Regions from separate parts of the Gossypium arboreum genome. Here region 2 is linked to region 1. A link is a contact called in public Hi-C data. All regions are on one chromosome and are shown on one strand. The core of a region is the stretch at or near the end of the contact, and the rest is flanking DNA. Distances in the headings are between cores, read along the strand shown. Region 1 holds the start of LOC108470190 (caffeic acid 3-O-methyltransferase). Region 2 holds the start of LOC108467955 (protein DOWNY MILDEW RESISTANCE 6-like).

The links. A called contact is a pair of places that touch in the nucleus more often than the background predicts.
Region 2: a Hi-C map of leaf shows a contact between it and region 1, with 3 times the contacts expected there. The contact joins the promoter of LOC108467955 here to the promoter of LOC108470190 in region 1. A contact is called at or near these places in 2 of 5 Hi-C or Micro-C datasets (both in leaf).

The regions. Positions count from the first base shown.
Region 1 is chr8:56,596,861-56,601,537 of ASM2569848v2, reverse strand. It overlaps LOC108470190 (caffeic acid 3-O-methyltransferase), which reads right to left and starts at 2,021. Exons shown (of 4, transcript XM_017771455.2): 1 at 1,446-2,021; 2 at 1-82. The coding sequence starts at 1,864.
Region 2 is chr8:56,755,817-56,760,859 of ASM2569848v2, reverse strand. It overlaps LOC108467955 (protein DOWNY MILDEW RESISTANCE 6-like), which reads left to right and starts at 2,089. Exons shown (of 4, transcript XM_017768785.2): 1 at 2,089-2,523; 2 at 2,642-2,889. The coding sequence starts at 2,326.

The DNA of each region.
Region 1 (4,677 bases), core at 772-3,271:
GCCATGATACTCGAATGCGGTCATACCATAGGCTTTGTTGAAGGGAATTCCACCTTCCAGCACGGCATCTTTCAAGTAGTACCTGCAAATGGTCCAACATACACACTTCTCAATACACTTCTCAATCCAATCTAAACTTGGACAACATCTCTGCGCTTAACTAATGAACTTCACCACTTTGCTTGAAATGTTGAAACTTTGATCCTTCACATCAGCCCAGTTGTGTTATATCATTTCAAATATCCATTCACATACAAAATAGCTTAAACTTTCAGCACTACTTTCAAGAATTCTAAATGAAGAAGGATCAAAGAGTAATATGAAATTGTTAGCTAGAAAATTTTGATAACCTGTCCCTAACATACTGAAGGGTAATCGATAATCATATTTCTGGTTTGAATTGAAATTAAAACCGTCCCTGACTGCCAACTCATTGCCACATTAGGGTATCTCAATTTAGTGATATTGACATGTTAACCTGTGTGGCGGCCACATGTATTTTTATGTTGGTATGACAAATAATTTAAAAATTATAAAAATAAAAAATTTAAAATTTAAATAAAGTTCATGTGAATTGCCATGCTTGTTATGCTTAAAAATTTAACATTTTAATAAATGTTTTCATTAAAAACAATAATTTAAATTTTTTTAAATATTAATTGTTAAATTGAATTTTTTTAAAAGTTAGAGCTTTAAATTTAGTTAAAAGAAAAACTAAATTAACAAAATTGTAAACATTCAAAATTAAAATTGATATTATGTGAAAAAATTCATGTTTAAATTAATCATATGCATTAATTAAATCAACTTTATGTCTCTTTCAAAAAAAAAAGCTTTATCTTCATTATTTTATTTTTTATTATAAATATGAAAAAAAATACGGTTTTTAGGTAAGCTATTCCAAATGCCAAGCGGGTGGCCTCAATTATTAATCAGATTTACCTAACTTATGCTGTAGCAGTATAACATACATCCTATCTAGGGGATCCCGGCTTCTCTCATTTCTTCTCAATCTTGAAAGTTGAGGATCATGTTATCAGGAAGGATCATAGTTGTATATATTCCACTAAAACTGGGAGCCACACTTTGTTTTAAGTATCAACAACATGCTTGAAACTCACCACATATAAAGTATTACTATGATCGTTTCTTCTTCATGTAACTGATCACGTTCAATTTCAATGTCTCCTTTCGTTATTAATATATTTAGTATGTGTATCTTGAAAGTAAAATGCGATATGCTTAAAGTCACAAACAGCAGGAGTTTAAATAAATTTAATTGATTCATGCAATTATTTTAAAAGATCTCCTCTCTTTCTAACAGTGGCATCTTTTATGCCAAAAGCAATCCGGGTTTAAAAGTAATGAGAGATCCTTAAAGATTGTAAGGACGTAAAAAATTGAAGATAAAGGAAAGAAGTAAAATAAGTAGAGGAGGTACTGACCAGCTCTCCATAAGGACCTTGTCTTGATTCATGAGACTGAGGGCGGAAAGAGTGACGCCATCTTCATTCTTGGTCAAGAATTTGCAGACAGGGCCAAGACCATAGAGTCTCTCCACTTTGCCATCAGGAAGAGTGCGCAAGGAGCAAGTGAGGATGGAGTAGGTAGCCAGGAGGCGCAAGATGCGGTCTAGCATGACAGGTGCATCGGGGTTGTTGGTGGGGAGCTGGGAAGCCAATTCTTTTGGGGAGAGGAAAGCACCTGGGCCAGCTTTGGCCATGATCTCCAGCAGGTCAAGTTCTATGGCCGACTTGAGGACCATCGGAAGGACTGAGGCACTGGTGAGTTGCATGGCGAATAAGTTGGCTTCCTCATCCGAGACTTGGGTGGGAGTCATTTGGGTTTCACCGGTTGAACCCATTGTTTTGGGATATTGGAGTTTTATCGGAAACGCTGACAAAGAGTTTAAATGATAGTGGTAATGGCTGATAGGCACGAAGAGGGGTTATATATGGTGTTTTGTCTCAACAACCACTTCATTCATGGTCCCCATTTCCCCTGTACAGCTACTCGGTGCCCACCACCTAAAATGATAACCCCTCACCCGCACCTTTTCTTTTTTTTTTTTTTATTATTACTCCACTGAGTTCACTTCCCCTCCCCCGGTAGGAACGGTGGGCTTATTTAATTATTGGGTTATATCCGTTCAACTTGATTCGTTGGATTTGTTTAGACCTTCGATGTGGTCTAATGTAATTTGGATTAGCTTTTGTTCTAAATTATTATATAATAATAAATATTTTTATATAAATATATTTTTATTAATTAATATATTAATATCATAAAATAAAAATAAAGGAATAAACAAAAGAGAAATAAGACTAAAAGTAATTATTTTATTGATCATGATATTTACAATGCTTGTTTAAAATTTATATTTATAGATATAAGAAGTATAAAGAAAATAAAACTTAACTCCTAATGGATAGTAGAGTCGTAAAGTATATCAAACTTCTTATTCTAATAGACATCCACTTTATAATAATAAAACATTTATAACACTCCACTTGAGTGTCCATCTTTAGATAATGTACGTCGTTAAAACCTTATTAAGACAAAAACTAAAAAAAATTTTTGAAAAAAAAAAAAGAGTACACATACAATGTACTTTTTTATTCCACAATTAACCTTAAAAAATTCATCTCTCTCTCTCTATCTCTTAATACACTTGTCAACCCTAAACCTATTTGTGAAGTCTAAAACACCAATGGCAATGTACTAAATATTTTCTATCTAAAATATGCATAACATGTTACCTCATTAAAACCCTTACTAGAAAAATCTAGTTGGACAAAACCTCAGTTAAGAGAAAAAGAGTACAGTATGTATTTACTCCCCTCAAGACAACATCACATAATATATCACATTCTATGTATTCAATCTTGAATACTATATTTTCAAATGATTACTTGAACTGATTTAATAAATGTTTATATCATCATTTTCTAGAAATTATGAGTGAGAAAAAATTTTGGAGAAATATATTTTGATCTCTTTAGAAGTCTCAATAATAATCATAACAAACTTTAACCATAATCCTTCTATAAAAATACAAATATTCAATCAAGTCAATAAATAAACACCTACTAACCTATGACATGACTCGCTCTACTAACCCTTTACAATGGTTGGCTATCTGAAAGGTCTCGACAAGCCACTTTATAACTTACCTCTCGACTGGAAGGCAATTGTTATACCTCCACTCAGCAGGACATATGGCAAGACATATGGCAAGTTGTTGGACAATCAGCAAATAACCCTCCATTGGGAGCAATTCGCGTACAACCCTCCATAAGGAATCATTTATATTAACCATTCATGTAGGATGGTTCGTAGATGGCCCTTTATGAATCTTATCCGAACCAGCATGGAGACAACCCGCTATTCACCCTCCGTAGGGACCGCCAAAACATAACCAACTCATACGACCCTGAGGACAAGAATATTAAAGTAGGAACATAAAATACACTCCATGGAGACAAACTGGCCTATAATGACTCTACCATCTAGCTGACCTACACAAACATGCAGGACGTTATACTGTCAGCTATGTGACACTACAAGAAAAAAGACGACCCCCTATATAAACTTGGGTGCATGAGGCACCAATGATCGGCTTCTTTTCCTCAGAAAACCCTACACAACAATCCTAGCAATCCTTCTCATTCTCCTCCCTCTCTTTACTTTATCTCTCCGCCTGTCATAGGTGAACCAACCCTTTTCTCCACCATCTTTTCCTTTTTGTTGGTGACTTATATCAACAAAATTTCTAGAATTTAATGACTTAATTGTATGTTTAACATAATATGTTTTAATTAAATAATGTACTTTAGTTTTTATACATTTAATTTTGTTAATTTAAAATAAATTAATATAAAATTACATTTTTAATTTTATTAATTTTAATGTAGATTACTATAATATGAACTCTATTTTTTACATATTTATTAATTTAAATTAAAGTAAAAATAGTAAAATTACATATTTAAATAGAACAATTTTGTTAGTTTTAAAATTTAAGTCATATTTTATTTTATTTAATAATTTTAAAATTCAAACTTAAATAGATATACAAGTAGGGTAACATTTTCAATAACAAATTACACTTTTTTATGGATAAATCTCAAAACATTCATGAATTTTGATTTAATGTGTAATTACACACATAAATTTTGATTTTGTACAATTTTATTCATGAAATTTTATTTGATCTAATTCTTACAAATTATTAATACAATTTTTATGTAGCAACATTTTATGTTTATATCTGCGTACAAAAATAAATATATTTATCTAATATAAAAATAAATTGATGTATTTATTTTTTAAAATGTGTATGATTGAATCAAAATTAAAATTTTATGTATCCATTTGAATTACAATCAAAATTTTATGTGTAAAATTTTTAAATTAAAAATTATATATTAAAATACACATATATAATTTTGAGATTTATCTCGACGATGATAATTAATGTAACCCATAAACTAATAATAAAATGAAATTACTCCTTCAAAAAGAAAAAGAAAATAAAATGAAATTACTCTGTTTGTCTTTCTTGATTGATTGACTAGTGATCTTATATTGTTTGCATTGACTTCCGCCCATACCTTGAATAAGAACAGAGTTTGCGTTATAGATTACGGTAATTAAATAATCAAATAGGTCCCAGAG
Region 2 (5,043 bases), core at 840-3,339, 160 kb before region 1:
AAAATATTTATTTTAATACTTTTAGTATTTTGATGTATTATATATATTTAAAAATTATATAAAAAATTTATATGAGAGAGTCGGGCAGGGTCAGGCCCGAATTTTAATATTTTATCCAGATTCGACTTAGGTAAAATTTTAGGGCCATTTTAAACTGAATCCGAACCTAAAATTTTTTATTGAACCCTACTCAACTCGATGTATGAACGCCTCTAATTGAGACTTTATTTTTGCGATGATATCTAACATGCTAAAAATATGTCATCAAGGTGTTCTAGAAGTTACTGTTGCATCAGCTTTTTTTTTTCCTTTTTAATTTTAATTTCCACTTGTAAAAAACATGTCTTTTTATTGTTCACATGCATGAAATATGCCTTAATTTTCATAGAAATATTTGAAGTAACCCACCCACAAGAGAAAAAGGGCCGAAGTATGAGTCACCAACTTTCTAAATCTCTAATTATAAGTCCCAATTAATATCACTTACGTGTGTAAGGAGATCAAACAGAATTCGTGTGTGTGTGTGTGTATGCCTTCGGTGCTTGAGTTCTTGTGTCCAAAGATCCGAGAACAAAAGCAATGAAATTAAATTTGATTCAAAATATAGTGTTTGATTTTGAGTTTTATAAAATTTAGTCCACATAATGAAGAACATATTTGGTGTGGTTGAATTTTAATTTACAAATATTAAAAAAAAATTCAAATAGGATAAAATTAATGAAAACACCTCTTTAGTTTCTTTTAATTTTGATATTAAATAAATTAATTTTTTAAAAAATTAGAACAATTTAATCTTGTTAAGGACAATTAATCACGGCGTTAATATTTTCAGTCAATTGCATATAATTTTATTAGTATGATAACAAATTTAGCCCTTGATGATTATATATTTTATGTAGATGTTGACAGAACAAGTGAATGAAGCTAATTTTGTTGAATTTTTAACTAAATTTACAAAATGTATTAATGTTGTGGACAAAATATGTCGTATGAAGACCAAATTAATGAAATGTGTAAATTTTGAGGACTAAATTTGTTATTATGACAGTAAAATTATGTACAATTGATGAAAAGCTGTGATTGGTTGTCATTAGTTGCTCAATTTCAAAATTGATAGGAATTAAATTACTCTATTTTTTAGAAGAACCAATTTGTTGAATATCAAAATAAAAGGGATAAGAGTGGACTTTTAACTAAAAAATTTTATTTTTATAATATAAATTAAGCAGTTGTTTTGATAAATAAAAAAGATACAGATATTGTAAAAATTAAATTTAAAAATTGATGAACTGAACCAATTAACTTTTGATGCTTAAATTAAATTGATTTGATACATATAGATTACCCAAACTTTATTTTTGTTTTCTTTGGATTTTAGACCTAAATTCGTCACTAAATAAAGGGAAAGTCATGTAAGTAAAACTTAAAATACTTAGTATGGTCGTATTAAAACTAATGCTATTTTATAATTATTCGAATATATATATATATATATATATATTTAATTGTATTATTAAAATTGAACTTGTAGAACCTTCCATGTAAAACAATTAAATTATGGGGTTTCCTTCCCATTGGATCACTATATCTATCTATATGTATTATACGAATTCAGATTAGAGTAATTTGTTCTAAAAAGAATTAGGATAATTTCGATCCTTTAATTACTATTTTAGGTATAAATATTACGATTTTTTAAAGATTATAATATTATTTATTTATAAAGAATAAGGGATAGAGGGTTATCCATAAATTGGTCCAACGATTGGTGTGTACTAAAAATATTTTTATATAAAAATAATTTTACACATAATTTCTCAAATTTTAAATAAAAAAACTTTTAAATGCTTTTCAACTCACATCTTTAGTTTGAAAACTTAAATACAAATATTTTATCATTTACATTTAATTGAATTGAAATATAATTTTTAATTTTATAATACATTTATTTTTAGGATTAAAAATCATAAAACATCAATTCTAAAGAGAAGAAATTAATATTAAATTGAAATCACAAAATAAAAGCATAAGATATATGTTTCAGTATAAGCTAAGCAAAAAATAAAAAAAGTTATATATATCTTCAAAATTTCCATCTAAAATTAATAAAAAATATTCAGAATGAGAGAGAAGTCATCCAATCCACCACTATAAATAAAATTACAAAGATTCAAGTCGGAACATGGGTATTCATCGTTCTCCTAGAAGCTAATGAACTTGGTTAACTAAGCGATACTACCCTTTTGCTATCGGAGCGTGTGATTAATCCCAGTCTCCCCCACTCCCTCCAACTCTGTGAATTCATTTTTTTTTTTGGTGGGTGTCATGGATACAAAGGTTCTTTCTTCTGGAATCCACTACTCTAGTTTGCCAGAAAGTTATGTGAGACCTGAATCTGAGCGTCCCCGCTTGTCTGAAGTGTCGCAGTGCGACAACGTCCCAGTCATCGACTTAGGGTGTGAGGACAGGAGCCATATTGTACAACAAATTGCTCTTGCCTGCATCAACTATGGTTTCTTTCAGGTACTAGTCTAGTCCTTCGCCGCCCTGCAAATCATCCTTCCTTCCTGCTACTGTATCTCTGATAAATTTTTGCGTTGGTTTTGTGGGATTAATTAATTTGTAAATATTATATTATGAGGTTATTAATCATGGAGTATCGAAAGAAGCGGTGGAAAGAATGTTACAAGTAGCGCATGACTTCTTTGGTTTGCCGGTGGAGGAGAAGATGAAGCTTTACTCAGATGACCCTTCCAAAACAATGAGACTTTCCACCAGTTTTAATGTTAAAAAGGAGAAGGTTCATAACTGGAGAGATTACCTACGATTACACTGCTATCCTCTCCACAAGTATGTTCCTGAGTGGCCTTCCAACCCTCCTTCCTTCAAGTAAGCCTCTTCTCTATTCTTCTTCCTTTTTCTAATCTCCCCCCACCCCACCAAAAAAAAAAAAAAACACCTTACGTTAGAGATACGTAATTCGCTTAACGTCATCCTTTTTCATTCTATGTGTCATGCATGTTCTAAGTATCGATGATTCAGCTATTTGTCGACGAATTGCATTATTTTATTTTGCGCTCAAGTAATATATATTTAGTAATCTGACAATTTGATTTACATATTAATAAAACTCTTGAGACAGACAGGACATTTTGCATGGAATCAAAAGTACATTAATAAAGCATATGTAGTGTATGTGCGTGAAATGATCTATTTTATTATCTAAAAAGATCTATTGATGAATTATAACTATGGGATTCTTCTTTAACGTTTCGTAGAGACTATATTTAGGAAATAAGAAACATCGAAGCATGGGATTTTAGTCTTTTAGCCCCTGCTAAACAATATAAATCTTCTTCTTCTTTAACAAAGTCCAGAGTCTTTTACATAATGGCCCCTAGCCATGTGCTGACGTCGTTTTTCTAGGAGATGTACACAGTCGACCGCAAATTAACTTACATGCCGTATTGTTTGGTTATAAAATCTCAAATCCCCTACTCTCCCTGCCTCTGCTCATTAAAGCAAAGCAAAATCTAGACTAAGGCCATACTGGTATTCATAAACCTGACAACATAATTAAGCTCCCAACAGTTGCATTAATTACAATTTAGTAATAGGCGGTGATTGGTCAAATTACGATTTGGTTGTAAAGTTGAGCTTACATGAGTGAAGATTAAAATATAATACTAGGACAAAACTTGTTAAGATAATTTTTTAAAAGAAAAAAATGAAAGAAAAAAATGTAGGAGGTAAAAAAGAACAGCCGTAATTGGAAAAGAGTCTTGGAATCTTTTAGGGGGTAAATAATTATTTCCGTTCAAAAAAGGTCAAAAGAAATGGCTAAAAATTACAGACAAGCCGATTTGGCCTTTAGGAAGAGCTACCCGTTAATTGTCTAGTAAAGCACGTGCCGCATTTACGAGTTGTTTACGAAATACGAAGTGCTTGAACAAAATTCAGACTTCTGTATGACTGTATCAACATTCAAGCCTTTTTCTTTAAAAAAGGTAAACTTGTTTATAACAAGTTAATGATTAAACATTTTTATGTACCCCCATTCCCTTAGTTATCGATTGTACAATCAAGTCACCTATTATATAAAAAAAAAAAAATTCAAGTCTCCCATGTACCATGTGATTATGTTCCAATTTTATTATAGATGTCAAAACTTGGTAAAAATAATTATATACTAAATTTATTGAAAATTAATATATAAATGGGTTGGCTGTGGGCCAGAGGTTTATGGCCTTTTCTAGGTAGAGGACAGGCAAGGAGCTTTGTCATTTGATTAAGGAAGTCTTCTTCCGTCGACCTAGTCAGAAATATTTTATCCATCCCGTTCTCACTTTATTAGTATGCGTAATTATTAGCGGTGATGGCGGCAACCAAAGCTGAGATCAGAACCGTTTATCTAGTAGGTAGGATCGGTTTTTGGTTGAGTCACACGCGCGACTAGTGAGGAAAATGAGTGACATCATGGGCTAAAAGCCGTGTTGACGTAATCATATTAGATAATTTTAATCGAACATTTGGGGCCCAAAGGAGCTCTGATTACAAGGAGCCGAATCATCCGCTTCTACAGGATTTGTTTTCCCTATTTTATACAACTGTCACTACATACGATTATTGAATATTTTTAGATTGGGAGTGACGGTGCTTCAGTTCTCGTATTTTGTTTTTCAATGGTAAACTAATAATTTTGATGTTGGTGACGTTTGACAATGGCATTTATGGGTTTATTTTATTTATGAAAGTCCCAATGAACTTTCTCCATTTATCGGCATTACGACTTCAAGATTAAAGATTTGTTTCCCGTCTGTAAAAAGATATTGATTCGCCTGTAACATTTGACCTTACTTTTTGAGAAAAGATGTTTTACTTCCGTGATAATCTTGGTGACTTTCAATTTGAGTTATACAGTAGCTATGGATTTCGGTTCACTCGAAGACGCAAAAATTGGCATATATTTGTAGTATGATAAAAACACTTAGAAAGCAGCACACCTCTAAACACTGTAATTCCTCGCATGTTTTTATTAAAACA